Linked DNA regions of Mus musculus: regions 1, 2, 4, 5 and 6 are each linked to region 3. Evidence: chromatin contacts called from public HiChIP or PLAC-seq, capture Hi-C and promoter capture Hi-C data. All regions are on one chromosome and are shown on one strand. The core of a region is the stretch at or near the end of the contact, and the rest is flanking DNA. Distances in the headings are between cores, read along the strand shown. Region 1 holds the start of Card19 (caspase recruitment domain family, member 19). Region 2 holds the start of Ippk (inositol 1,3,4,5,6-pentakisphosphate 2-kinase). Region 3 holds the start of Barx1 (BarH-like homeobox 1). Region 4 holds the start of Bicd2 (BICD cargo adaptor 2). Region 5 holds the start of Susd3 (sushi domain containing 3). Region 6 holds the start of Nol8 (nucleolar protein 8).

Evidence for each region. Promoter capture Hi-C pulls out the DNA fragments that hold promoters and counts their contacts. HiChIP or PLAC-seq counts read pairs in DNA pulled down with a chosen protein or histone mark. Capture Hi-C pulls out chosen DNA fragments and counts their contacts.
Region 1: a contact with region 3 is called in an H3K4me3 HiChIP or PLAC-seq map of embryonic stem cells, with 41 read pairs. The contact joins the promoter of Card19 here to the promoter of Barx1 in region 3. A contact is called at or near these places in 7 of 39 promoter capture datasets (cranial neural crest, embryonic stem cells, hippocampal neurons and 3 more), 3 of 15 datasets of contacts at CTCF or cohesin (embryonic stem cells, large pre-B cells and stem cell-derived epiblast-like cells), 18 of 484 Hi-C or Micro-C datasets (the G1E-ER4 cell line, Sertoli cells, cerebellar granule neurons and 8 more), 19 of 115 datasets of contacts at active chromatin or transcription factors (bone marrow-derived macrophages, craniofacial prominence, embryonic basal ganglia and 8 more) and 1 of 9 other capture datasets (embryonic stem cells).
Region 2: a contact with region 3 is called in a promoter capture Hi-C map of embryonic stem cells. The contact joins the promoter of Ippk here to the promoter of Barx1 in region 3. A contact is called at or near these places in 2 of 39 promoter capture datasets (embryonic stem cells and pre-B cells).
Region 4: a contact with region 3 is called in a promoter capture Hi-C map of embryonic stem cells. The contact joins the promoter of Bicd2 here to the promoter of Barx1 in region 3. A contact is called at or near these places in 3 of 39 promoter capture datasets (cranial neural crest, embryonic stem cells and pre-B cells) and 1 of 115 datasets of contacts at active chromatin or transcription factors (pro-B cells).
Region 5: a capture Hi-C map of embryonic stem cells shows a contact between it and region 3, with 2.4 times the contacts expected there. The contact joins the promoter of Susd3 here to the promoter of Barx1 in region 3. A contact is called at or near these places in 2 of 39 promoter capture datasets (both in embryonic stem cells) and 1 of 9 other capture datasets (embryonic stem cells).
Region 6: a promoter capture Hi-C map of adipose tissue shows a contact between it and region 3, with 2.5 times the contacts expected there. The contact joins the promoter of Nol8 here to the promoter of Barx1 in region 3. A contact is called at or near these places in 5 of 484 Hi-C or Micro-C datasets (B cells, cerebral cortex, cortical neurons and 1 more) and 1 of 9 other capture datasets (adipose tissue).

What each region holds. Positions count from the first base shown.
Region 1 is chr13:49,213,893-49,218,420 of GRCm38.p6, reverse strand. Card19 (caspase recruitment domain family, member 19) reads left to right here and starts at 2,395. Exons shown (of 6, transcript NM_026738.2): 1 at 2,395-2,484. The coding sequence starts at 2,478.
Region 2 is chr13:49,419,130-49,423,616 of GRCm38.p6, reverse strand. It overlaps Ippk (inositol 1,3,4,5,6-pentakisphosphate 2-kinase), which reads right to left and starts at 2,375. Exons shown (of 13, transcript NM_199056.4): 1 at 2,151-2,375. The coding sequence starts at 2,231.
Region 3 is chr13:48,661,366-48,665,631 of GRCm38.p6, reverse strand. It overlaps Barx1 (BarH-like homeobox 1), which reads right to left and starts at 2,596. Exons shown (of 4, transcript NM_007526.4): 1 at 2,293-2,596; 2 at 315-606; 3 at 147-231. The coding sequence starts at 2,515. It overlaps Gm36606 (a long non-coding RNA gene), which reads left to right and starts at 2,840. Exons shown (of 4, transcript XR_382336.3): 1 at 2,840-3,093.
Region 4 is chr13:49,339,829-49,344,046 of GRCm38.p6, reverse strand. Bicd2 (BICD cargo adaptor 2) reads right to left here and starts at 2,498. Exons shown (of 7, transcript NM_001039179.2): 1 at 2,137-2,498. The coding sequence starts at 2,376.
Region 5 is chr13:49,246,554-49,250,483 of GRCm38.p6, reverse strand. Susd3 (sushi domain containing 3) reads left to right here and starts at 2,190. Exons shown (of 5, transcript NM_025491.4): 1 at 2,190-2,439. The coding sequence starts at 2,352.
Region 6 is chr13:49,651,232-49,655,299 of GRCm38.p6, reverse strand. Nol8 (nucleolar protein 8) reads right to left here and starts at 2,222. Exons shown (of 17, transcript NM_001271397.1): 1 at 1,618-2,222; 2 at 798-953; 3 at 65-127. The coding sequence starts at 1,654. Cenpp (centromere protein P) reads left to right here and starts at 2,569. Exons shown (of 8, transcript NM_025495.3): 1 at 2,569-2,717. The coding sequence starts at 2,611.

The DNA of each region.
Region 1 (4,528 bases), core at 1,146-3,645, 550 kb before region 3:
GGTTTGTGCTGCCATGACTAGTTTATTTGGTGTTGGAGTTCTATCTAACCCAGAGCTTCATATACGTTAGGCGAGCAAGTAAGCACTCCACCAACTAAGTCTCTCAGTTTTGTATCTGCCAGGCCTCCACACACCTATTCCTTGGCTATAAACCCCATACTGCTTTTACTATATTCAAAATAGAGCCAGGTTATCTTCTGAGCCTAGCTTTTATTCTTTCCCTTTACTACAATGGTCATAAGTACTGGTCCAACAGGCTGTGACTTCTGACCAGCTCAATTGTCTATGCCAGTGAAGGCTCCCAGCTGCTTTGCAGGAGGTGGGGTCCAACATCAGCTGGCCTTTCCACATTCAAATGTCAACAGGTCCTGCCAGCAGGCAAGCAGCAACCTGTGCCCCTTAGGGAAGAGGAGGAATACCCAGGGCCTATCCCTAGATCTGGGGTCTACCTTGCATCTCTTGTAGATCCTGGAGTGGACATTGGGTGTGTTTTGTAGCCCCGTGTGTCCCTGTAGCTGTCCTGTCTCAGACTAAGGTCTTCTCTCCCTGCAGGCTTGAGGTAGGGGGAAGGGGACTCCTATATGGTCTAGGATGTAGAATCTCTGTGAACTTGAGTGTTGTCCTTGGATCAAATGTTGCACAGACTCTGGAGTGCCAAGAAGCAGGTAGCCTGCAGTTGGGAGGCTACCTCAGACTGCTAAAGGGGGTGAGGGCCTCAGTTTCTCTCATGGGACCAAGTAAGGTCCTCAGGTTCAGAGGAAGATACAAAGGTGGAATGCTGGCCTTCCTGATGAGGAGTCTGGCAAGGGATGCCTAAAAATGCATGATTCAGGAAGTCCTCAGTCTCACCCCACTGCTAGAACACAGTGATGGGTGTGCAATAATTGGAGCCCTTCAGAATGGTCCCAATGGGGTCTGTGCAGGGTTCCTGCAAGATGTAGCCCTTGGATCTAGCCCAGACTGGCCCAGGCACACATGTAGGTCAGGTACATAGTACCTATACCCTGCTCTGGAACAAAGTCTGTCCATGCTGTCTGTCCCCTCTGCAGGCACAGATTAGTGCTGAGGACAGCTGCCTGCTGACTCTGCATTTGCCTGGCCGGTGGGGAACCTGAGCAAACCTCGCTTTCTGCAGTTTTTAGCAAGGGGCAGGAATGTATTGATCAATACCACTGGGTCCAAGAGTTTGGAGCTCTAAGTGACCTTGTAAGTCAATCTCCAGATTCCTTTCGAGCCTCTCACTCCCAAGATGAGAGGTTGCAGCACTGGGGAGGACAGAGACAGACACGGAGGGCTCAGGGACCCAGGGGGTTCCTGGACTGTCCGGGAAGTGCATCCAGACCTGGGGCCTCCATTCCTGGTCTTGGTCCTGGTCTGGTTCCAATATCTCAAGTTACAGCTCTAAAGTGTGCCAGACTAGCCGCACCAGCGGAGAAGCAAAATCTGGTGCCTGCTGCCATTGCTGGCTGTGAGGGTCCTGCCTCCCCGACCCTCGCAGATCTCCATTTCCTAGCTGGGCCTGGGCTTGGGGCCTTCCTGTGGTTGGTACCAGAGCTTGAAGAGCCAGGCCTATGTACAACAGAAGGGAAACAAGTTGGGAGGCAGAAAGATTTATCACCTGAGGCCACACATTTTACAGTTAGGAAAATTGAGGCTCGGTCAGACTACATGACTTCCTTAACTAGGCGGCAATGCCAGCCATTTGTCCTCTGTGTAAATGGGGGACTTGGTAGAACGAGGACCCACTAAGTTCTCTGTTAAGTCTCAATTCATCACTGTCCGGTCGAGGCCCTGTGGACTTCCGTTCGGTCCCTGGTTGCCAATGAACTCCCACCAGCCTTTTATGCCAGACTTGACCTCCTATGTGACCTTGGGTAATTCTCGTCTCTTTTAAGACTCGGTTTCTTCATCCAGGAGATGGGAGTGGGGTGGCCAGAGCGTAGCAGCAGAAAATTGAACTGAGAAGTTCACAATAACCTCCTAACCTCCGCAAAAAGCAGGCACAAGACCGGGAGGAGGGGCAGGGCATAGGCGAAGGGACGCCGACCCGGGTAGCTATTGGAGAGGCTGTGAATGGGGCGAGCCTTGAGCCGGGACGTGGCTTGAGTTCTCTGGTCCAGACAAGGACTTGGGTACTGAGTTTCTCCGCTAGGTCACTTATGCTAGCTGGAGCGGGACTCCCGGCGTCGCTACAGGAGAAGCTCCTCAGGGGCCGAGCTCTCTGCTGCGCGTAGTATAGAGTTAGGGAAGTTGTTTAGAGCCCGAGCCGCCCCACGGCTGACGCGTCTCCAGTGCGAAGTACAGAAAGGGGCGTGGCTAATCGGAGGGAGGGGCTTGGGGGCTAAGATGTCGTCGCTGGGCGGGACCTATAGGGAAGAGGCGGGGCTTAGGGCCAGGCCTGCGGGCGGCGGTCACCGGAGCCCTCGCGCCGGGCGGCGGACAGCCGAGGACGACGGGGCGGCGCCGTGTCCTCCGCCATGACAGGTGGGCGCGGGTCCAGGAGGGCGACGGGAGCCGTGTGACCTTGGCGTCAGCTGGCGCCGGCGACGCGGGCGTAAGAGGCGCGCGGCGGCGGGGTGTCCCGGGCTCTGCGCGACGGGCCGGGGGCGCCAGGGGTCTCGGGTGCTGAGTGGGGGGCCGTCGCGGGTCGAGGAGGAAGAGCAGCAGGTGAGCGCTCTCCCGGTGCACTGCACCGGCTGCGCCTGCGGAACGGGCGGTGTCCCGGGACGGGATGGATCTGAGAGAGGGAAATGGTGCTCCTCGCCAGTCTGCTGAGACTTTAGAGCGCCGCTTGCACACAACCCCCTTGGAGGCGGGACCGGCGCTGCAAACCTGGGTAGCTTGTAGTACCAGGGAGACGCCCGTGTTTCCCGCTCTAGATGGGTCTAGAGAATTCGGACCCAACAACTGGATCCCTCTTCTCCAGGATGGCTTGGTTGCCCCAGCCCAACCCTTTTGCTCTGGGGACTCACCCACTTTATTCCTGATCCCAGAGGGACACAGTGACATTGCTGTGCTAAGTTCTCTCGGTAAAAGATCCGATGAGAGGATGAGTCAGCGAGGGACCCCTGCTGCCTTAGAGCCTAGGGAACGTGATAGCTACCAGATGCACTTTTTTTCTGGGAGTCTCTTGTACTTCATATGGCAGAGTTCACCTGGGATAGCCCAGAGAGATGAGGTAACCCCAGAAATCCCAGGGGTCTCTAAACTGGAGTCAGCGTTGGGCATGCACAAAAATAAGACCTCATAGGTTGCAACCTGGTGACTTCTAGAACAGGTTAGAGGAGACCCCATCTTCCAGGCCCTTCTTGTTTGGAGCTGCAATTTCTGAGCATTATGTGTAGAGCCCCTAATATACACTCTTGTTCAGAATAGCCATTTGGGGGCAGAAGGAATATTCTCATGTCTGTGTAGGAATGGGAAGATAAAATCTCAGGTTGGGTAAGTGCCCCCAGACCACCCTGCTGGTCAGTGGTAGGAGCAGAATGGGAGCCTTGGCCTCAGCCTCTGGTTTCCCAGATCCTCTAGTAAGTTCATCAGGATGTGTGGGACAGATCTCGCCTGTGCTGGCCTCCAAGGGCCCATTGTAGAGACAGGATACCCATGGAAAATGAGACATCCCACCTCCAGGAGAACAGGTAGTTGTGGGGGTGGAGAACTTTTAGCTGGAAGGACACAGGCAGGCCTTGATTGTGGCAATAATACGCTTTCCTCTCTGCAGTCTACTTGCTGGCGCTTTGACACTTCTAAGCATCCCACCTTTTTCTAGTGGGAGATGGAGACTGAAAAGCAGAAGTCTGAGAGGGTTGGATGGGCAGCCCTGGGGCGACAGATCCCTTGTTCATTCTTGGCTCAGTGCCCTGGTGCACCAGCTGAGGGTCTGCCATACACATTAGTCTTTGTTGCCTCTGAGTGTGAGTGTGAGTGTGTGTGTGTGTGTGTGTGTGTGAGAGAGAGAGAGAGAGAGAGAGAGAGAGAGAAAGTGTGTGTGTTTGGTGGTGATAGATACTGAGAGTTGTGTCTTCACAGAATAGGCAGTATAGTATGGAGCGAGTGATCTAAGCCAAACCAAGTACTATGACAAGAACTTATGGGAGTGGTTCAGAGGGGAGTCGATGCTCAAGTTCTGGACCCCAGGAGAATTGTGAATTCTTGGAAGGGGGCTAAATAAACTGGGCATAAATCAATCACATCTTCCCAGCCTGCTGCATGGGTCCTGGCTCTAGTGAGCTGCAGACAGAAGGCTCTGGGACCCTAGGAGCAGAGTAAGGGCAGGTGGGACCAGCTGCTTCAGGGTCCCAAATGCCAGAGTGAGGACTTAGGTCTGGGCTGCTGAAGTTGAAGATGAGGTGACAGAGCCAAGTTTCTGGTACGAGCTGGCAGGGAGGGAAGTTACAGGGAAAGGCTCATGGATTCTGCACAGAATGATCTCTTCTTTATCTAGTAAAGGCATTCCTGGCCTTGTTTACCGGAGCCTGGTATCCAGGCAGAGCCTTGCCCGAGTCTCCATTATACCCAGTGGCTGCCT
Region 2 (4,487 bases), core at 1,126-3,625, 760 kb before region 3:
AGACACTACAGGCTCTAGAAATGACCTGAGGTTCTCCACTCGGTCTCTGAAAGGTTTTAAAACTAGACCAACATGCAATGGGCAGTTCTCTTCAAGTCTCAACAAAAGTTCTTTCTGGGCAGGTTAGTTAAATAACAAGTCTTTCACGATACCTTTGTCAAGAAGAAGGAAAACATGACAGCTCTGCATAATAATAGGAGTGGACATTGTTTGCCCTGAACCTCATGGCCAACACAACCCAAAAGGCTAGGTGCCCGGGACAACTGAGTAAGAGACTGAATGACAATGAAATGTACAGTGAGCTCACAAGACTCCAGAGCCAAAACCAACCAAAGGAAGGTAAAGGAAGCAAATGCAGCTGCCTCAGGACAGTTAAGCTGCAGTAGCCTTGAGGGAGGCCACAGGCTTCAAGTCACACCCTCAGGCTGCATGGAGGGCCACCAGTGCTAAAATGCAGCAAGTTCCTGCCCAAGAGCCCTCGGGGTCTATGCCTGAGCCTGTAGACAGGACAGTGACCAGGTGGCTGACAGCCTAGTGAGTGGGTCAGAGGGCTAGCTGAGCCAGGTGGACAGGGATTTAAGGTACCGTACCTGAGAATGGACAAACCGCAAAGCTGTCACAAATCACGACGTAACTCAGACTGACAAGTAACAGTGGAAACTTCTGGAGGTGTTGCTAGGGGTAGGGGAGACAGAGAACCCTGATACAACTCTTCTCTGTGAAACTGGCTAGCGGTCCACCTTCCTGCGCACCCAAGCATGCCCCATATACTCCTGCAGCCCTCACTGATCTCCTCTACCCCAAGACCCCAGGTCCCCAGAAGGCTCATTTTCTCTCTCAATCCGTCTGCACGTGGCAGTGACAGCACGGATGTCCAGTTCCCCCACCCCAGCCCAGCTCCTGCAGGATGGGCCTAAGGATAGCTGTGTATGCATGCTACAGAGGAGGAAGGGCTGACAGGGGACTTTAGAAGAGCTTTTCAACTCAGTGACTGATGCTCGATCAGAAAGAGTGAGCATGCCTGGGGAGGCTAGGTAAAAGCCTCCCTCTCTCCAGGACTGGATGAGACAGGCCTGGGAAGCTGAGCAGAGAAACAAAGCTCACCTGCTCTCAAAGGAGAAGGGGGACTACAGACATGCCCAGGACCGAAGGGAGCAGAGTTTCTCCACCCCACTTACATTAGCACTCCTTGGTCACAAAAGGCCTTAAAACACTTCCAAGAGGGGCCTTCTCCTCTTCAGTCTACATTCTGAACAAATACACCAGGAGGTCAGAGGTGCCAACTAGACACAAGACCCAAGCTCTAGGCTGCTCAACACTCAGTACAGCTCCATACAATCTGAACTTCAGAGAGACAAAAGTACATCCTATTCCTCTCTTCACTTTCCTAATGCAGCCTACTGCTTCTCAGTGGTGGAGGTGTGAATCACCCCAGCTCCCTGAGTTATTAACCTTCTCACATGACACCTCCCCGCCTTCTACTCCCCCAGCCCACCACATTCCTGCTAGCTTGTAATCAGGCAGCAAAATGTCAGAGAAATCTGGGGCTGCACACAGATCCATCCATATGCTTCTCTTCCTTTAAATTCGCCTCCTTGGAAAGGACTACATCTTCTGAAACCGCCTTTCAAGTTGAACGAAGGAGAAACCATTTAAAGTATATGATCGGGACGCGAACCTGTGGCAGCGCCCCGTTCCTGACAGCGCAGCAGCAAGGCAGAACACCAGCTCTGTGGTTTCTCGAGGCTGAACTCCACTCGGTGGGCTGACAGCACTCTGGGAACTTTCCCCTGTGCTGCCCAGGCCCTGGTCCAGGCTCAGCCTCTGGCCCACCGTTGCCTGACAGTAAGACGAGCATCCCGGGGGAGGCTGCACGGTGTGAGGCCACGCGGCACGCACAGCGCATGAGGAAAGAGTACTGACGGGACAGAGAGAACCGAGAAGGGACACTAGGAGGAAAGGGGAGCCAACGGAGCTAGGGGTGCCGGGGATGAGTATGGAGCAGAGGAGGGTACTGTGGGGGTGCCAGGGAACCACCCGGGCGGAAGCTGGAGGAAGAGTCACGACCTGGGTACCTGGACGGTACCAGGCACAGAGCTTCGGGAGCCGTCGGGTGAGGCCCGGAGCCGGGCTGCCCGCCAGCCGCTCACCTGCGCGTGGGCCACCACAAGGCTCTTGTTGCCTTCGCCATGGTAACTCCATTCATTCTCGTCCATTTTCCCCTCTTCCATGCCCCGGCGCCCTGGAACTTCGCGGGCCGGGACGTGGGGACGAGAGCTGGAGGCCGCCCGCCTCGCAGGGCTCCCGCCGCAGCCGTCTGAAGAAAAGCGCCTGTCAGCTGCCGCCTGCGCTCTCAGCGGCGGCGACTTGCAGGCAAGGAGCGCCGGAAGCCACGCCCCCGGCGGCCGCCATTCCCAGAACGGTCAACTTCCGGGTCCCGCCCACCTTACCCTCGACGTCCAGGGTGGTAGGTGGAGTGGAAGCCATATTATGTGCTGGCAGAGTGACTCACTTCCGAAACGCGGACCTGGGAACCGGAAGGGAGGTTTCCGGATCTGCTCCCGGACCTTGAGGCCGGCGGCTTCCTGGCGCCCCGAGTCCGAGGCGCTCACCCTCGCACTGTCCTAGGGCCACGGCTGGATCTTCGTGGGGCTGCAGTAAGGCGCCGGGCGACTCTGAGCCTCCGCTTACATCTGTAGAATGGGATGCACCTTCAATGGCCTTGCTCCGGCCAAGAGAGCCATTAGGTGGTGTTCACACTACTCCGGGAAACGTGGCGAGGAAACCTCACCGTGGAGCCTTTGCCCCAAGACATCCAGAAATGCAGATGAGGCAATAGACTCTCCCACCCCATCCCAGCAGAAAGCAATGACCTCAGTTTATCCTTTAATGCGGGGAAGATTGGCCCTGCCTGGTAGAGCTGCCTAAAGAATTATATGCGGTCCTTGTGCTCTTAAAAATGATTTGGGGCTGGACATGGTGATGCTCTCAGCATTCTGGATGTGGAAGCAAGAGATTTCTAGGAGTTCGAGACCGGCCAGGGTTACTTAGTGAGATCCTGTCTCAAACATAATTTTCATATTTGTGTTAAATTGTTTGGCCACAGCACTGAATATTGCTGTAACTGGTGTATGTGAAGAAAATCCAGCTTAATGCAGGCAGATAGTATGGGTTTTTTTGTGTTAATTTTTCCAAGGAAGACTGGGAAAAAAACAAAAAAACCTGTTCATTCTAAATAGGACACCAACAACAGACTGAAAGATCCTAATAGAATGTAAAAGGTCACAGAAGCCCTCAAATTGGCAAAATAGATTTCATTGTTAGTAAAAGTAGCTTCACTGATTTAGAAAAATAGAGGTGCACAATGCTCTGGCCGCGCCTTGAACCCGTGTGTCTGCCAATGTTCTGACCGTTCCTTAAACCCAGGTGTGTGCCCACTGCTGCACCTCACTGCGAGGTGTTTGTGATATTGGTTGCTGGGATAGAATCGAAAAATCTCCCCAGTAACCACAGCCGGGCCAATCCAGAGTTGCTCCACCTGCACCAGACTCTTTCCTTGTACCCCTCCCATACCCATTTCTTAAGAATAGACATTGTTTAGATCTGGAAATCCCCTACTCCCCCCTTCTCCTCCCCCCCCCCCCCCGTGAGGGCCTATAAAAACTGGGACCCCTTTCCCCTCGGGGTCAACTCCTCTACCCCTGCGTGGGATACAAGTCGTCCCCAGAGCTCTGGCTTTCCCCCCAATAAAGCCTCAGGTGGTTTGCATCAAGTTTGGTCTTTTGTGAGTTCTTGGGGGTCCGCTATTATCCCGAGACTTGAGCGAGGGGCTCCTCTCGGGGTCTTTCAAGACCACAGAAATGAATGTACCCAAGTATAGCTTGGTGAACCAAATGAATTTACAGGTCATGCTTAGAGGAGCATGGGTGAAGGGTTATTTATATTAGTGTGGAAGACCTCAAACCAGCTGCACTGAAAAAAACAAAACAACAACAAAAAACCCCTCCCATCCTAGCACAGATCCATTCCTCTTCAAAAGCTGAGTGGGTTTCTCCTTCAGCTAGTCTACCTTCGATAACCCCTGGAAACCCATGCAGCTGAGGCGGCTGTTTTGATTAAGATGGCAAAGTCTGTGTTTTGCTCCGAAGATGGGTACACAGCACTTCATTCTTTCTCAGGCTTTCCTCCCACCCCCTCTTCTACTGTATTCTCTGAGCATTGAAGGAAGCAATAGAGATGTTTGGTGATTGCTTTTCATTTTGGCTGAGCAATGAACCACTATGCCATAGCAACAGCCACTTGATTCTTGGCAACTTGACGGGCTGTCTTCCTAGTAACTTCTACTGGCTGTGTGGGGGAGTGGGGGGGGGAATTCTCTGTACAATTGACACTAACAGCACAGTCATCTATAGGTACTCACATAAATGTTCAACAGAAAATCTGACAGGCACATACCCATTTAACTATAGAAGTAGTTCCATACAAGG
Region 3 (4,266 bases), core at 1,347-3,846:
CTAATGAACCCAAGCAGACACAGCAGTTCACGGGATGGGATGGGCAGAAGTCTTAGTGTGAGGAGGGCGGGAAGGTATTTCTTGGAGGACACCAAGGACAAAGCCCAGGAAACCCCAGCCCGCAGGAAGCCACCAGCCACACTTACTATTTTCTTCCATTTCATCCTCCGATTTTGATACCACGTCTTCACCTGTAACTGGCTCAGGCCCAGGGACTCAGCTAGATCTATTCTGGAAAGAGTAACGCACACCCTCAGCGGGTCAGGCCACCACCTGCCTACCCTTCCCTCGAGCCCAGTCTTGCCCGGCACTACCTGTCAGGGGTAGAGAGGTACTTCTGCTTCTCGAAGCGTTTCTCCAGCCCCATCAGCTGCAGCTCAGTGAATACGGTGCGACTCCGGCGTCCTTTCTTGGCTTTCGCGCCAGGTTCACCAGAGCCAGCTGCTTCCAGCTTCCCGCGGAGTTGCAGCTCCAGCGGCAGGTGCGATGCGCCTGCGGGGCCGGGCATCCCAGGCCCGGCGGCCAACAACGCCGAGCCCAGCCCGGAGCAGCCGAGCGGCGCCAGTGGGAACTTGAACACTGCGGCCTGCTCAGCCTTCAGCACCGCTACAGAGCAAAGAGAGAAGGGGAGAGAGAGAAGAGAGAAAGATCTGGGTGAACTGGATTCCAGCCTCCCACGCCACAGCGCTTTGCTGCGTTTGGGAGCCCGAACCAGCCACTCCCTGGGGATTTAAACCCAGCATCCTGGGCGACCCTCCTTCAGGTAGCTATCCCGAGGAGTCTAGAAAAGAGTATCCCTCGCATCCTTTGCTCTTTTTTGGAGTCCCCATGAGCCAGTAGGCTCCGAGATTTCAGGATGCTTTAGAGCAAGTTCGCTGCTCCGAGGACATAGAGTATGCCTTTCGTGAAAAAGAGAAACTAAGAAGAAACGGGTGAATTTGGAAGCGGGGGCGGGGGTGGGGGAGCTTTTGCATTGGGAAAAGAACGTTGTGGAATGTGAGCATTTGTTTTTCTGGGCGCTGTACCTACATCACTGGCTGAGGCTTGGACATTGGCGAGGAAAGGGTCACCAAAGCATCCTTTGAACCTGAAAATTGTCTTTCTTGTTTCCTCTGTTCAGACCCCCTCCCCCCAAGAAGCATGAAGACCTCTCCATGTTCTTTAGCCCTAAATCGGCTGTTTGCCCGCTTCAAACGAATTGCCAACAACAGAGTCCTTTTATAGTGAACGGCAGCAGAGAGGCTGTGAACCAGATGAACATCAAAGAGGCAAACTGGACTGGCTGCTACCAAGACTGGACAGAATCTGGGGCCGGTTCCGGAGGCCGCTAGCTGAGCTGGAGTCTATATTGGACGCTTCCTTTCCTGGTAGGCTTCTCCTAAAAGAGATACTGGAAAGGATGGATCTGCCTGGCTGAGAACCATCAGGGTAAGGGGAGCATAGAAAACATAGCAGGAAGTGGGAAGAGAATCTTGCGGAGGGGGAGAGGTAGAGGGGAGACAGATCCACTTTACCAAAAGGCTAGGAAGGAGGTCAACCAAAGAGAGTCACTAAGCCCTAAGCCGAGATGCAGTACAGGGCAGACTGCCTCACAATCTCCCAAGAGACAAGACGGAGACAGAAAAGATCTGAGCAAGTGCTTCAAGACGCACGAAAGCCCAGCAGATCTCGGGATGGAAGGACCAACTGGGCAGCGGATCACAACCAGGCCTCTTTCCCTCAAACAAGGCCTACGGAGACCCTGGCCGCAGCACAGGCCTCGGTCGGTTGCTGACTGGAAAGCACGGGGTTCTGAAAGGCTCCTGGATGGCTTGGGCATCCAACACTATGCGACACGACCCTCTTCTCCAGAGCTTTCCCAGTCTGGGCAGCTACTGTTATGCCCAGCCAACCCTACCGCGAAACTCAGGCTTCCCCTGGTTTGAAGTCATTTTGATCCAGAGTGCTCGGTAGATTGATTTTGTAGCAACCATAGGGATGCGGTCTCTGGCTCCTGGCCTCGCCTATCACCCGATTCGAAAAAACTCGAAGCCGCCCTGAAGCAGAAGACAAACTCTCTTCTGGTCTGACGCGAGGACACAAGGCCTGGTTTCTGCCTAGCTCATTGCTCGCACCCTCCACTTTCCCGTTGGAGTGCGCGAAGAGAGGTAGGTGCCTCGGGCCTGCGCTGAGCTGCATCCCAGGTCGCTCCAGAAACAGGGGAGAAAGAGGATGAATTACGGACAACCCCAGGTCTCCGACTCCCACCCGCCCGCCAAGCCCAGTCCTCTGCGCGGCGGCCGCTGCACGTACCCAGGTGGCTGTGGAAGGGCCGGGCGGCCAGCAGCGCCTGTACGCCGAACTTGAGCAGCTCGCCCGCGGCGGCAGCGGCGGCCGCGGGCGCTGCGCCCTTGGGCCCCGGAGGCTCAGTGAGGATCTCTTCGATCATGAAGCTGCGGTAGCGATGCGGTCGGTGATCCGCACAGCCCTCGGGCGGACCGAAGCGCGCGGCTCCCGGCTCCCCTGGCCGCTGCATCGCGGCTCCCGGGGATGCGCCCGCGGCTAGGAAGCGACGGCGGCTAAGCTCCGGCGCGGGGCCCGCGCGGGGCTCTAGGCCGGCCCGCAGCTCGCGGCGGCGCGCGGGCGCCGGCTCATGCCCCCTCCCCCGCCGGCTGGCCGGGCGGAGGCGCAGGGCGCGGGCGGGGCGCGCGGGGCTCGGCCAGTCGGACCCGGGACTGCGTCCCCGCCCCGCGCCGCCGCGCCTCTAGCCTGGCCAGCCCCGCGTCACTGCCTTGCCCCGCCCGCCCTGCCCCGCCCCGCCCCGCGCTGCCGCCCCCCACCCACTAGGCCCAGCCGGAGGGAGGGACCCAGGAGGGAGGAAAGGAGGTTGAGAGGAGGGAAGGAGGGAAAGAGCCCGGGATAGGGGCTCGCAGGCCGGGACCAAGGGAAAAAGAGGAGAGCTCGCCCAAGAGGACAGCCCTGAGGATAGGACACTGCGGAGATGGGCAAACCGAGGATCTTGAATGAGAGGCGTGAAAAAGTCTGAAGACAGACAGCAAGGACCACGCAGGATCCTAGGCAGTGATGTGAAGGTGTCCAAGACGCCTCTTAGACGTGAGTGCGCCGAGACGTAGAGAGGAGAGAGCCCCAGAGGTGCAGGAGGGCACGGGGAGGGCACAGCAGCAAGGCCAGCGGACTGGGTGGGATGGGGAGGGGCTGGAGTGGTGGTGAGGAGGAGGGGCAAAAGCCAAGCTGGGAAAGGGGTAGCCTTAAACAGCTTTCCCAGGTCTGCGAGATGCTGTAGGGATCCAGTGCAATACACCGGGGTGTAACTCGCAGGGTGGTGACCATGCCTGTGCACCACTTCCCCCCCTTCCCTGTCCACCCCAACCTCAGTTTACCATTTTGATCTCAAATCTCTGAAGCTACCCTGGGAGAAAAAAAAAAAGATTCTCCAACTAGGATTTACCTAAATTTCTAATTTAAGCTTACCTGGACACATTTTCTCTGGCAACCACCAGACTTAGTGGGCTGAGTTATGTTTACTTAGAGCAAGGGATAGAATAAGGGCAGATGAATAAAAAGGGGAAAGACTGTCACTGGATGAACTTTGAGGCAGGGGATCATGGAATACTCTGAGAGTCTGGGGACCTAGCTCCATCTCTGAGCCTCCAGTCTCTCACAGGACTAAAGATGGGGCTGTTAGATCATTCTCTTTTTCTCTCCCCAAATTAACCTCTGTTGAGTGTGCCTCTTTGAGTCTTGGCACTGACAGTTTCTGAGCTGTCTCAAGTCTGGAAGACTTGACTCTTGGCTCCAGGGAGTTTGTGGGGATGGAAGGTGAGACTTTTCTATACCCAGGGTGACCCATGCCAGCTGTTCAGGGGTAGCAAGAAGGGTAGGGTGTCCTCAGGAGGCTAGGAGAGGACTTGCTGTATTTCCTATCTGCCTCTCTCAGGAGTCTTGGGTTCTGTCTCCACCCTGTCCAGCCTTCCTAGACTGGACTCCATGTTTTAAGCCACTCCTACTTCCCACGAATGCTCTCCACAGAGCCTAAGCCCTCACTGCTGGGAAACTGAGTTCATCACACTATATCCCAACTCTCCAAGTTGAAATAATTTCTTCTGCCTGCTGACGGGGTTGGGGTGGAGGGCTCAGAAGCCTACTGGACTGTAGCATCCGGGACACTAAGAAATGACCAATAGCCTTTGACCATTGAGCCTGGGAAGGGGACAAAGGGCATCTTTCCAAATGTTCTGCTGAGATGCAGACCCCCCCCCCCCAAAG
Region 4 (4,218 bases), core at 1,249-3,748, 680 kb before region 3:
TAAAGGAACAAACAACTTAAGACAGTTCACCTCTCTAGGGGAGAAAACTTCCCACAGGAGCCTGCTCTGGCATGGGTGTGAAGAACAGACACAATGCTGACAAGAGGCAAATTGGCACAAACTTTTGGCAGCCCTCTCTGAATCTGATGCATTCCTCTGGATTCTACTAGAAACTTCTGGAAGAAACCTTATCCCACCTCACAAAGAGGAGAGGAGCAGTCTGCCCAAGCCTATATATATAGCCAGTGTGTGGATGGCATTAGGCTAAGCAGATACCTAAAGGGCAACCAAGAGACTAGATCACGTGTCCTGAGAGGTTTTCCTCCAGATAACGACAAGGCTATATGTAAACCATTGCTCTTCACTGTGCCATAAAATGATTCCGCCCATAATAATAATCCCATGAGGCTGACCAATAGAAGTCACCAAAGTTGGGACCAGCTAGCCTGTTTTCACTGCACATAGTACTGAAGAAAACCTGTTAATTCAGAAGAGGACAGTGAGCTTCCCAGGAGAGGTTCACAGGCATTCCATAGGAAGTGGGAAGGCAACCCATCTGTATGTGCAAAGGGAGTGGCACTATAATTAACAGTTGCTACCTGCCTGGAGGACCAAGGAGGGGGGAATGGGAGCCCAGAAGACTAGATTTGGGAAGAGGACACACCCACTCCATATTTTCACTCCATATTTTCTGACCTTCATCTATCACATCACTTTACATGCCCCCCCTCCAGGGGGTTGCCTGCCCCTCCCCCTCCAGGGGTCCCACTCCTTTGGTCAACCCTCTGCCAAATGAAGCCAGGCTTGGGAAAGTTACTAATGTCCTCTGTCAGGCAACAGATTTGAGAATCTGTGTGAAGACTCAATTCCTACCCGCCCAAAGAAGCAGGCACTTCTGGGACTCACCCAGCCCTGCTCTACCCAGACTTTAAGGACTCATTCCCCTAAAAGTCAGAGAGGCTCTCAAGAGTTCAGGCATCTATCCAAAGCTGACTGGGAGCAGAAGTATCAAAAGATGAGCCTGTGATTAATACTCAAGAGCAGAACTGAGTCTCACAGGGAAGGGAAACTGTTGAGATAATCCAACAAGCTACCTGTGTGGCCCCATGCCAGGCCTTTCCAAATATAGAATACTAAAAGCAATACTTCTGGATTGGCAAAGCTGTATTCCTACTTTGCAGAGCTGGAAGCTAAGGTTTGAGGAGAGCTTACCCATGGCTCACCCAAGGCTCACCCATCACAAGCAATAAGAAGGGGTTGGTCCAAACTCAAGTGTGTCCTTCTCCCATAAAGCATTTCCCCCAGTCTCCAGAACAAGGCTGGGGAGTCAAGAAGATGGGAGAGTTACTAATACTTAAATCATCCCAGAAAGCTTACCCAGGTCCCTCCTACTGCCCCTCCCCAAGCTCTTGGCCAGCCTGGGAGTCTAACCTCTCTTCCTACAGTGGGATGACACAAAGTACCATGTTTCCAACAGAAGAACACAGACTCCACGGTGACAGGCAGGCCCTAGGAGGCAGAGCAAGACAGGAAGCGGTCGATGGAAGCCATGCATCCCAGTAGTGGGAGCACCATTAATGAGATGGGGAAAAAGCAGCTGGTTGAGCGATGGATATCGGGAAAGCCGGCCTGTCAAGGGCCATAGGCAACCAGGGGCTGCGACTCACTCAGCCCTGTATCCATCCCTTCCCAGCCTCAGGCGGTCACGAAACCTGATGAATAGCACAGAAAGCAGCTGCTCCAAAATGGGGGGGAAGTGATTTGCTTGAAGGTGACAAACTGTGGTCAACCAACCCCAGGTCCAGCTTTTCCCTGGGGTCACTTGCACGGACAGCCTCAGTTGTAAGGGCATCATCTGCTCCCCACCAACCACACAGACACACCCTAGGCAGCAATAACCATAGCAGGACATCAGTCCTCAACGAAAAGGCCAACAAGGCCTGCAAAGAAAACTAGCGGGTGAGTGGGGCTGCAGGGAGTCTGGACCCCAGCAACCGGACACAGGGCCGAACAGGGTCCCTTCACCGTCACTGCCCGGGACCGCAACTCTAGGTCTCCTGCCCCACCCCTGGTACCTCCCACCACTGGGCAGGGTGACCTTAGCGCCCGAGGCAGGGGTCGCAGCCGACCACTCACCTCTTTGAGCTGCTCCATCTCGCTGCGGATGGCCTCATAGTCCACCTCGAGCTCCTCGAACTGCAGCTTGAGCTGGTGCTTCTCCTCCAGCACCGCCAGTCCATACTCGGCCGCCTGGATCTTCTCACGCGTGGTCTCGGCCAGCTCGTGGGACAGCCGCTTCACCTCGGCGCGCAGCCACTCCGGCTGCGCCTCCATCACCAGACGCGCATACTCCTCCTCCTCCGACGGCGCGGACATGGTGGCCGCGCGCCGAGGCCGGCTCCCACCTTGGCTCCCACAAGCCGGGCCCTCTTAGCCGCCGCTGCCGCCGCCCAGCCCCGACGGCCGCCCGCGCCGCCGCACTGCTCCTCCCTGACGCGCGCGGAACACTGGGGGCTGCAGTCCCACTGAGCATGGACTACACAACCCGTAGTCCCTTGCGCCCACCTGGTCCGCGCTTGTGATTGGTCTAAATCTCAAGGGGGCAGGCGCCTAACGTGACGCAAAGCTACGTCTCCCTTAGCATTGTGGGAGATGTAGTCCTATTTTACGCTCACTGCTTTGCCCGTTGTGCTCTGTACCCGCCTGGCTCCAATCGTTGATTGGCGGGCGCGTCTGACGTGACAAAAGTAGGGGTGCCACCGACCCCAGCCCAGGGACCCGGCAGCCACCCGGAGAACCTCAAGCCTTCCGCTCCCAGCCTTTGTGGAGTAAGGTGATCCGAGCTGTGGATATCACGAGTAAGATTCGCGTCCTGAAACGTCAGAGCATGGCTGGTGAGACTGTGTGGCGCGCGCTTTATGCGGAATTTGAATGACTTGTGGCGGGCCGCGGGCACTGCCAAAAGGATGCCAACAGCCTGACGCTAGGGGCTCAGGGGAGCCCAGGCCCGGATACTACTTCCTCTTGTCCATTGTCCGTTAGGATTTTCTTTCATGGAAATGAAGGCACCTCCGTGAGCATAATGTCAAAGGTGTATTTAAATGTTGTCCGTCCCCCGTTTTCGGCGAGACGTAGCTGTACTCTTCACTATAATTCTAAATAAAACTTCCCTCCTTGCATGGTGATTTGGATATAACAAGCGTGTTGTTCCCTTTCTCACTGCACACACCCCCGCAACACCACACCCTACAGCTGCGGACCACCATCAAACATAGAGGTCAGCTGGAGAGATGGCTAAGAGGATAAAGCTCTTGCTCAGTAAGAGCAAGGACCTATATTTGCGCCCCTAGAGCCCACCTAAAGCACAGTCTATCATCCCAATGTCCCTGAGGAAAGATGGGAGGTGGAAATTGGAGAATCCCCTGAAGCTAGGCTGGAGTATGAAAGACAGGGGCGGGAGAGAGGGGGAGACAAGAAAAGCAGAGATAACCAATCTCAAACAAGATGGAAGACAAAGACTGACAACTGGATCTTGTCCTCTGATTCCCAGTGCATGTGGGGCCTGTGTGCCCACACAGGAACATGAACCCACTTCACACACACACACACACACACAGGAACATGAACCCACTTCACACACACACACACACACACACACACACGCGCGCGCGCGAAAAGAAAATCTAGGATCAACACAAGAATTGCATAGTAAATCAACTTGGTGTGGTGGAACACACCTTTAATCTCAGCACTTGGGAGGTAGAGGTAGAAGAATTTCACGGCCAGCCTAATCTACATGTCAAGTTCCAGGCCAGCCACGACTAAATAGAGAGACCCTGTCTCAAAAGAGAGAGAGAGAGAGCGCTGTATAAGTAAATGTGTTATTCCTCCTTCTCTTTGGCCAACCAGCCTAATTTTGTACAACAGTCCTGGCTCTACACTGAGGCCCATATATCAGGCCTACGCAAGCTGTTCACACTAAGTGAAGGTGGATTTAGAAGGAACAAACTTTCCTCCAACAAGTCCCCAAGCTCTACAGAACCTACACTTATCCAGGCTGCCTGGGAACCTCTCCATACCCACCTGAACCTGACTGTGAGGCAGGTGTGAGTAGGGAGGGGGAGAGCCATGAGTTTCTGGTGAGAACCTGACCAGGGAACTTTGAACTTGAAGATAAAGGTGATTTGAGATACAAATGATAGCTCACTACTATTGTGG
Region 5 (3,930 bases), core at 941-3,440, 590 kb before region 3:
GGATGTTTGAGATTGTTTACGAGTACGACGCTTTGAGAAATATCTGTTATGGAGAACTGGAGAGGTGGGTCAGCAATTAAGCGCACTTGCTTCTCTCTTGCAGAGACCCGGAGTCTGGTTCCCACCATGCACATCAGACAGCTCACAACTGCCAGTAACGCCAGCTTTCCGAGGGTCTGGTGTCTCTACAGACATTCTCACTTCCTCCCTCCTCCTCCTCCTCCTCCTCCTCCTCCTCCTTCCTCTCCTCCTCCTCCTTCTTCTCTTCCTCCTCCTCCTCCTCCTCTTTCTCCTTCTCTTCTTCCTCCTCACATATTTGTTTCCTGGTTTTAAGATTTTAATTTAGCATGTGTGTGTGTGTGTGTGTGTGTGTGTGTGTGTGTGTGTGTGTGTGTGTGAAGGCAGGGGATTACTCCGTGGTTCTCTCTTTCCACACACAGGTTGCCAGGCCTACAGAGCAAGCACCTTTACCCACTGGGCCATCTTGCTGATCCTATTTTCTGCTTTCTGATTAGACAATACACTTACTCATTGTTGCAAAGTCAGAAAATACAGGAAAGAGAGTAGAAAGTCCAGAATAAAGAATGCCTGTAACCTCACTGCCCAGTGGCAGTGAGGCGTGAGGGGGAGGAGCCAGCTTCCTGACAGTTTTCCCTGTGCCCTGTTGTATCCTTGGCTCTTGAACTGGCCTGGCAGGTGTCAGGTGCTCAGTAGTCACCCCCATGGCACACACACACACACACACACACACACACACACCCTCAAAGGGTTCTCAAGCCATCATTTCTGAACCCGAGGTGGGTGGAGGTGGGTGCTAGTTGTTGATGAGCTGACTCACCCTGGATGGTAGAACTGCAAAGTGGTCAGATCCCAGGCATATAACCAACTCCTCTCCTCCCCTCTAACCTACCATCAGGAAGTTAATCCTTGTGCTTTCCCATGGACAGCTCTTTTTTTTTTGGGGGGGGGGGGAGGGAGTTTTTTTCGAGGCAGGGTTTCTCTGTGTAGCCCTGGCTGTCCTGGCACTCACTTTGTAGACCAGGCTGGCCTGAAACTCAGAAATCTGCCTGCCTCTGCCTCTGCCTCCCAAATGCTGGGATTAAAGGCGTGCGCCACCACCGCCCCGGCGCCCTGTACAGCTCTTATCTGAACCTTTTACCCATCGACAATGGAATGTTAGGGCTTGAGTCATTGTGAAAGGTTTTGGGGGTGAAATTCTCATTTTTTTTTTCTATTGAGTAGAGACTAAAGAACCAAGAAAACAAGAGCTGGAAGGATAGCTCAGCAGTAAAGAGCACCTGCTGTTCTTGCATGTGATCTGAGTTTGGTTTCCAGCACCCACATGGTGACACACAGCCAACCACTGGCATGCAGAAGGCACACATACATGCAGGCCAACCGTTCATGCATAAAAGTAAAATAAATCTAAAGAAAAAAAGGATGCTCCCTGGAGACTTTGAAGAGCTCTGGCCCCACCTCCTGTATGATGAGACAACGTGGATCTGTGGTTCTGTGGAGTTCTATCTGTAGTGCTTTGTTCTGTAAGCCTAGGAAACATCCCCACCCTAAATAACTGTTGGTCAGCGCTGCTGAACATTGGGGGAGGGGGAGGGGGAGGGGGAGGGGGGAGGGGCGGCACTGAGCCACACGATGGTGGTAGGTGCCTCCCCCCCCCCACGTCCTTCACAGCTTCTACCCACAAATCAAGGACACTTTAAATCCCTCTAAGTCCCATCCCTGAGCCTCCAGGCAGCTGCTCTCCACTGGCAGACAGGGATCTCTGGCTATGTGGCCAGGAATTCTGATATCTCAGAGTATGGTGGGGGTGGGGTAGGAGAGGGGTTGGTATCACAGTGGGGTCTGTGGATGGACCTGCCTTTCACGATGCAGCAGACCGGACATAAGCTTGATTTCAACTTTAGGACATTAAAGAAAGTCACATCACGCGTGACTCGCAAGTTCAAGTGAAAAGGAGACATTAGGGGGTGCTACCAACCCTGACTCCAGAAGAGAATGAGGAGGCTGTCACTCTCCAAGGTCACCTGCCTGGCCCTAGAGTCCAAAGGTGAGTCGGGAGAGGAAGGGTGTGCAGAAAGACGGCTCTAGCTCAAAGGCTTACTTCGAGGCGATCAGCCTGGAGGCTCCCCATTCTCTGCCCCTCCAGGTGTCCAATCCCACTTCTGCCACCCAGTGCAAGGGGTTGGCGGGACCGGACTAAAGTTCAACTCTAGCGTCTTGGAGGGCGCGACCTGGGTGTGGCTAGAGACAGCCACGCCTTCCAACGACCCGCCCCTCAATTAAGTCCCGCCCCCACCTCCGCAAGCTCCACAGAACACTGCGGAGCGCTCAGGATGCGCCGAACGTCTGCGACCCTTCGGGGCCGAGCGAGGCCGCGGTGGCGTGCTGGGAACACAACGCCTGTCCCAGTGAACCAGACAGGTGAGGGCTAGGGCCGCAGTTCTCAGTGCCCTCTTCACCGACGGAGAAGTAGAGGGGCGAGGGGCTGCTGTGCTGGGGACCCTGTCCAGGAAGGGGGCGTGCATCGCACTGCCAGGGCCTTCTCGAGAACGAACTTTCTTCTTGACTTCCCGCCGATCCAGCGGGCGACCCCAACTGAGCCGAAACGGGGCGGCGAGCGGCCCGAAACCAGGCGGCGGGCACCTCTTAGCGTTTGCACGGATTCGGCGACGGTCGCCCCGCGCAGTCCCAGGTGCCTGCGGAAGTCGGAGCCGGCTTCACCTGGCGGGGTGTGCGGCCCGGGGTTGGAGGGAGTCATGGAAATGTCTTCTGGGTTGCAGAGAGTTGTTATCATCTTTGTTGATTACTCCAGCCACACTTTACCAAAGGGAAAGTGAGCCTGTGATAGAGGAGATGGGAGGTTATCCAGCAACCAGGACCCGGGCTGCATCTAGGCTGTCAAAGGTCAGAGGTCTCCGGGAGGAGGGAAAATGGTTGTTAAGTGTGCCGAAGAGGGTTCTACACTTGATCTTAGCCAAAAGGGCGAGAAGCGATGCTGATGTCAGCTTTGCTAACTCTTAGAAACACCACCAAAACCACATTCCTCCCAAGAGCTCAGTCCTGCGCATCCAGGAGGTTTCCTGCCTCTGTGGAGGGCTTAGCTGCATTGCACTGGAGGAAGCTGAGGATCTGTAGGCACATTGCCCTCACCCTAGAGCAGTGCTTCTCAACCGTCATAATGCTGCGACCCTTTAATACGGTTCCTCGTGCTGTGGTAACCCCCAACCATAAATTTATTTCCATTGCTGCTTCATAACTGTAATCCTGCTAGTTATGAATCCTATTGCAAATAACTGTGTTTTCTAACGGTCTTAGGAGATCCCTGTGAAAGGGTCGACTGACCCCCAGGTTGAGAAACCTTTAGTGGGTTTGATCCGTTTGATACCATCCCATCGTGCCAGCCCATTGCTGGCCCCACAGGTGTGGCTAGTTTTAGCTTTCTAATTGTTACTCCACAGGAGCGCCTTTGTGTTAGAAGAGGCTAACTCTGGGCCTGGTACTGCTGGGGGGAAGGGGGGACATGCTTGTGAGTACCTTCTGCATAGTAGTCTGGAGGAGTAGGTGTCACCAGCTAGAAGTGGATGGCCTTGCCTAAGGTTATCCCTTGGGGTGGCCTTGGGGCCCTGCTTAATTTGCAAACAAAAGGCTATTTGCATCGGAATCTCTGGAGAAAGTCTGAGAGTCCAGTGTCTCAGTTGTCCCTTGCCCTACCTGGCATCAGGAGGAATCCACATCCTCACAGTGTGTCCTTGGCACCCAGTTTCTAAGCATGTCCCAGGCTCCTTGTTGTAGTTCTGGTTGTAGTCCTCTCTTACTAGGGATGAGTCCCTACCCCAGTGTCTCAGTTCCCTTAGGAGATGCTAGGTGAGTGCGGTATTCCTGCCCCAAGGCTGTGGACAGGATTCCCAGAGT
Region 6 (4,068 bases), core at 973-3,472, 990 kb before region 3:
AAAGTCATTTCAAGTTACACAATTATACTAACAATTAGAATAAAAAAATACATGATGATCTTACATTTCTTCAGGTCCGCTTCTGTTATTTGAATGTTAACATACGCAAAGACTTTCTGTGAATTTCCTACCAAAAAAAAATTTTTTTTTAAGTTGATTTAAATCCTTATCCAGAAAACAATATACATCTCAACAGCCCTCTCTTTACTTCTTTTTTTGAGACAGGGTCTCTCTATTATATAGGACTGGCTGTCTTGTAACTCATTATGTAGACCAGGCTGGCCCTGAATATACATCTGCCTCAACCCCTCGAGGTCTAGATCAAAAAATATCAAACACCACATCTAGCCTTAAGAAGCTATCCAAGCTCAAAAAGTGCATTCATAGATATTTATTCTTTGAAAGAAAATACTTTTTACCTCACCTGACTAAAGTCTGCATTTTTATAAACATGATCAAAATATTTCAAAATGAGTAAAAAAAACAAAAAACCCTGAAGTAATCAATTCAGACACCTCTTAACAGTATATTAGTGTGTAATCAGTTCAGACATCCTGATTGTTAGTGACACTCTACTTAATAAGATAATGTTAGAATGTTGACTCCGAAAATTCAAAGTACAGATGTTTTAGAAATTCAAATGTTTTATACTTTTTCTGGTTTCAAAATTAATTTTCATATGAAATAATCCAGGAAGCCATATATGATGTTTAGCGCTAACATTCAGCTCTGGGGTTGCTTCTCCTGTAATATCATTGACCTTGTCTGTTTTTAACTCCCTCGTGTTACAGATTTACCTTGGTCATCTTTCCGAGTGATGATCTCCACGTCAGAAACTTCTCCAAATCTGCCGAACTGATTTTGTAGGTCTGTCTCAGAAATGCCCTGTCCAAGTCCACCCACAAAGAGGCGCTTCATTTCTCTGTTGCCTTGCATGGATGTTGGGCATCTATCTGGAAAAGTTAATTTTGGACAGAAAAACAATTTAATAGTTTTCCAGAAATTTAACACAACTCTTTCCCCTGAAACTTCTGTGCCAACTTCATCTTATGAAGCTATGTCTCTTCATATGTATTGCTTTCAGATTTTATCAGTGGAGATTTTACAAAGGCCCTCCATCCACATTCTCAATGAACACACTTTGCAACTGCACCTAAGTACAGCACATCCACACATCTTCTCCCAGATGTTTTCTCTAAAACAACCACAGCTATTATATCTTATCCTTATTGATTTTTTATTCGAAGTACTGCCCTCCCCCATTCATTTCTACATTTTTACCTTAACATATACTGGCAAAAATAGTAAGCTAACGGATAAAAATAGCTTCATCCTGGAGCTCCAGTCATAACAAAGTCTGCAATTACAATAGTATGGCAAAATACAAGTGTCCCCTAAGCGCTGTTAAATCACAAAGACGGCAACTTAAGTTATACCTAAAATATGTTTCCCCACTGTGTGCCTGTATTGTTCAAAGCAGTCTGAGTGGATCTCATCGGTCAGGGGAGTAGGAGCGGTTACGGCTTTTCCCAGTGCCACTTAGAAAACAGTAGTGGTGACAGCAAGGATCATAATGAAGTCTAATTTTGGAACCCGGAATTGTTAACACTGTCCTACCAAGATTGCTGGAAACGTTTTCCAGAGGTCGCTCCATCTCGTTTAGCTCTCGGCGGATGTTCAGCTCTTACTCAAACCTTTCTCAAAAGTTGGCTGTCTCCTTCCAAGCGAGATCACTAAATAGCGGCAGAAGCCCAAAGCAAAGGCCAGCACTCTGGGAAAAAAACCTACAGTGTACCCCTTCTTGGTAGCCACCGCCCCATCCTTCCAGCCCTGCCCTCTCTCTTCGAGAAGCCCCTAAGGAAGGAGAGGAGAGGCTAAGCCCAATAGCCCATCACTTCTCACGAGCAAACACTCTTCCTCAGGGCGCTTGTCCGACTCAGCTCAAGCCCGGCGTAGCACTTAACGTCTAATAACACGTGCCGGCAAGTGCATTTTCCTTTCCTTCCTACAAAGTTTCCAACCCAATCTCCTAAGGTTCCGTTATCCCGCAGTTCCAGAGGGCTCTTTATTTCCTCCGCCTTCGCTTTTACTGACGTTCTGTTAGTTCTCCTCCACGTTGTAAAACTGACAGAGTGTGAGAAAGAAAAATAAAAATCGGTAATTCCTACAGAAAAGACACTCCGCCGCGTGGTTCCTGATTTCCGGTTCAAGTAGGCGGAAGTGAAGAAGCGGAACCAAAATAAAGAGACTCCTTTCCTCGTGCTTCCGAGAATCCGCCCCCTTCGGTGACGTAAGAGCTCGGCTGGCCCAGTGGCCGTTAGACGGGATGGGCGGCCGTTGGAGGGTGACGTGCAATTTGGAACGAACCAACTCGCAGAGGCGGCGGGGGTGTCTAGACGCTCGACGCGACATTTCGCGGGCCGTCAGGCTCGGGAACGTCGTCCGAGGCCGTGGGCGTGGACGCGCGACTCCCGGCAGCCTCTCCCCCCGTGAGCTCGAGAGTGGTCCGTTCCAGGAGCGCGCGCGCTCCTTGAAGTCTCCTGGCTGCCCGAGGCGCCCAGACTGCCATTCTCCGGGCTACTTCACCTTCAGGGTTCCACGTCGGTAGCCATGGATTCCGAGACCCGCGAACTGCGCGCCCTGGAGGCGGAGGTCGCAGCGCTGCAGCGAGAGTGCAGAATGCTGCAAAACGCTGGGGAGAAGGCGTCCGGAGCCTGGTACGTGGCTCGGGTCCATCCCTCCCAGCCCATGCCCTGTAGCACCCCGCGGACCTCTCAACCTTATGACAGTTCTGGACTCCGACTCCCTCACCCCCCCAAGACCCATGCTCAAGAACGTGGTGGGAGACGTCCTGAAATGTGAACTTGAATCAGTGTTCTGGGAGAACGATGACCTCATGAGTGTGTGAACGCTGCGTTTGGGGCTTATGACTTGATTATAATCAGCAGAAAATAGTTTCCTTAAGGGTTGTTTTCGCCCAGTTGATGAGAATCAAAGGGAAAATCTGGCTTTTCTTTAAGCAGTCTTTGCCTTCGGGAGAACAGCATCTAGATAGCTGGTTTTGTTTTGTTTTGTTTTTCTGGGTTTGGAGACATTGTTACTCTGTAGGTCAGGAACTGGCTCAATTTGATTTCAAACTCAAGAGTCTTCTATTCCGCAGCCCCCAACTCCCACACACAGTGTTGGAGTTATTACCTGAGCCACCATACTTGCTCTTGTCTAGTTGGGATTCCCTCCTTACTCTGGTTTCATGGATTTGTTTTTGTGACTCATCTAACGATGTAGTTAAGGGGCCCTGACCTTTTTTTTTTTTTTTTTTTTTTTTTTTTTTTTTTCTGCATTATGTTAGAAACATAAGGGTTGGGGGTATATAGCCCCAGGGCAGGGCAGCCTAGCATGGTCAAATTGGTATATATGGCTAATGCCTTCTATAGGAAACTGTGATAGTCTTCTGATTAGTTACTATTGTTAAGCCTTATTTAAAGGTAGTTGATCTGAGTGTTAAATAGTTAAATAGCTTGCCTAAGGTCCTAGAGAAATCCAAAGCCCAAGCATTGCCCATTCAAAGAGAGAAGGAAGGCTAGAACTAGCAGTAACTTAGTATCTTAAACATGGAAAAAAAATACCTTTTTTATTAGGTGTAATTTGGAACAGGTTCAGAGAACCTTAGTGCAGGAAACAAATTCTAAAGAAAGAGAACGTTGTTAACTGTTGAAAGAAAGAGGGAGATGTGTGTGTGGCCTCCAGCTGTGCATGCTCTTCACAGCAAGAATGGAGATGCCTGCTGCTGATTCAGGGATGGCCCACAGACTGGAAGCATTAAGATTAGAGTTGGGGAGCCTGCCAGGCTGACTCCATCCCTACTTACCGAGTTTAGAATTTATATTTTATCAACACAGCCTGCCCCTGAACTTTTGAAAAGTTCTTTGTCAGACCATGGGAAAATAGTTTCTTAACCCACCAGAAGATGTCATTGTAAGCCCAGTATGGTATAGTAGATTGGTTATGGAATCTGGGACTCCTCGGTAATGGAACTGAAAAGTTAAGAGTCCAGATTAGGGAATACAT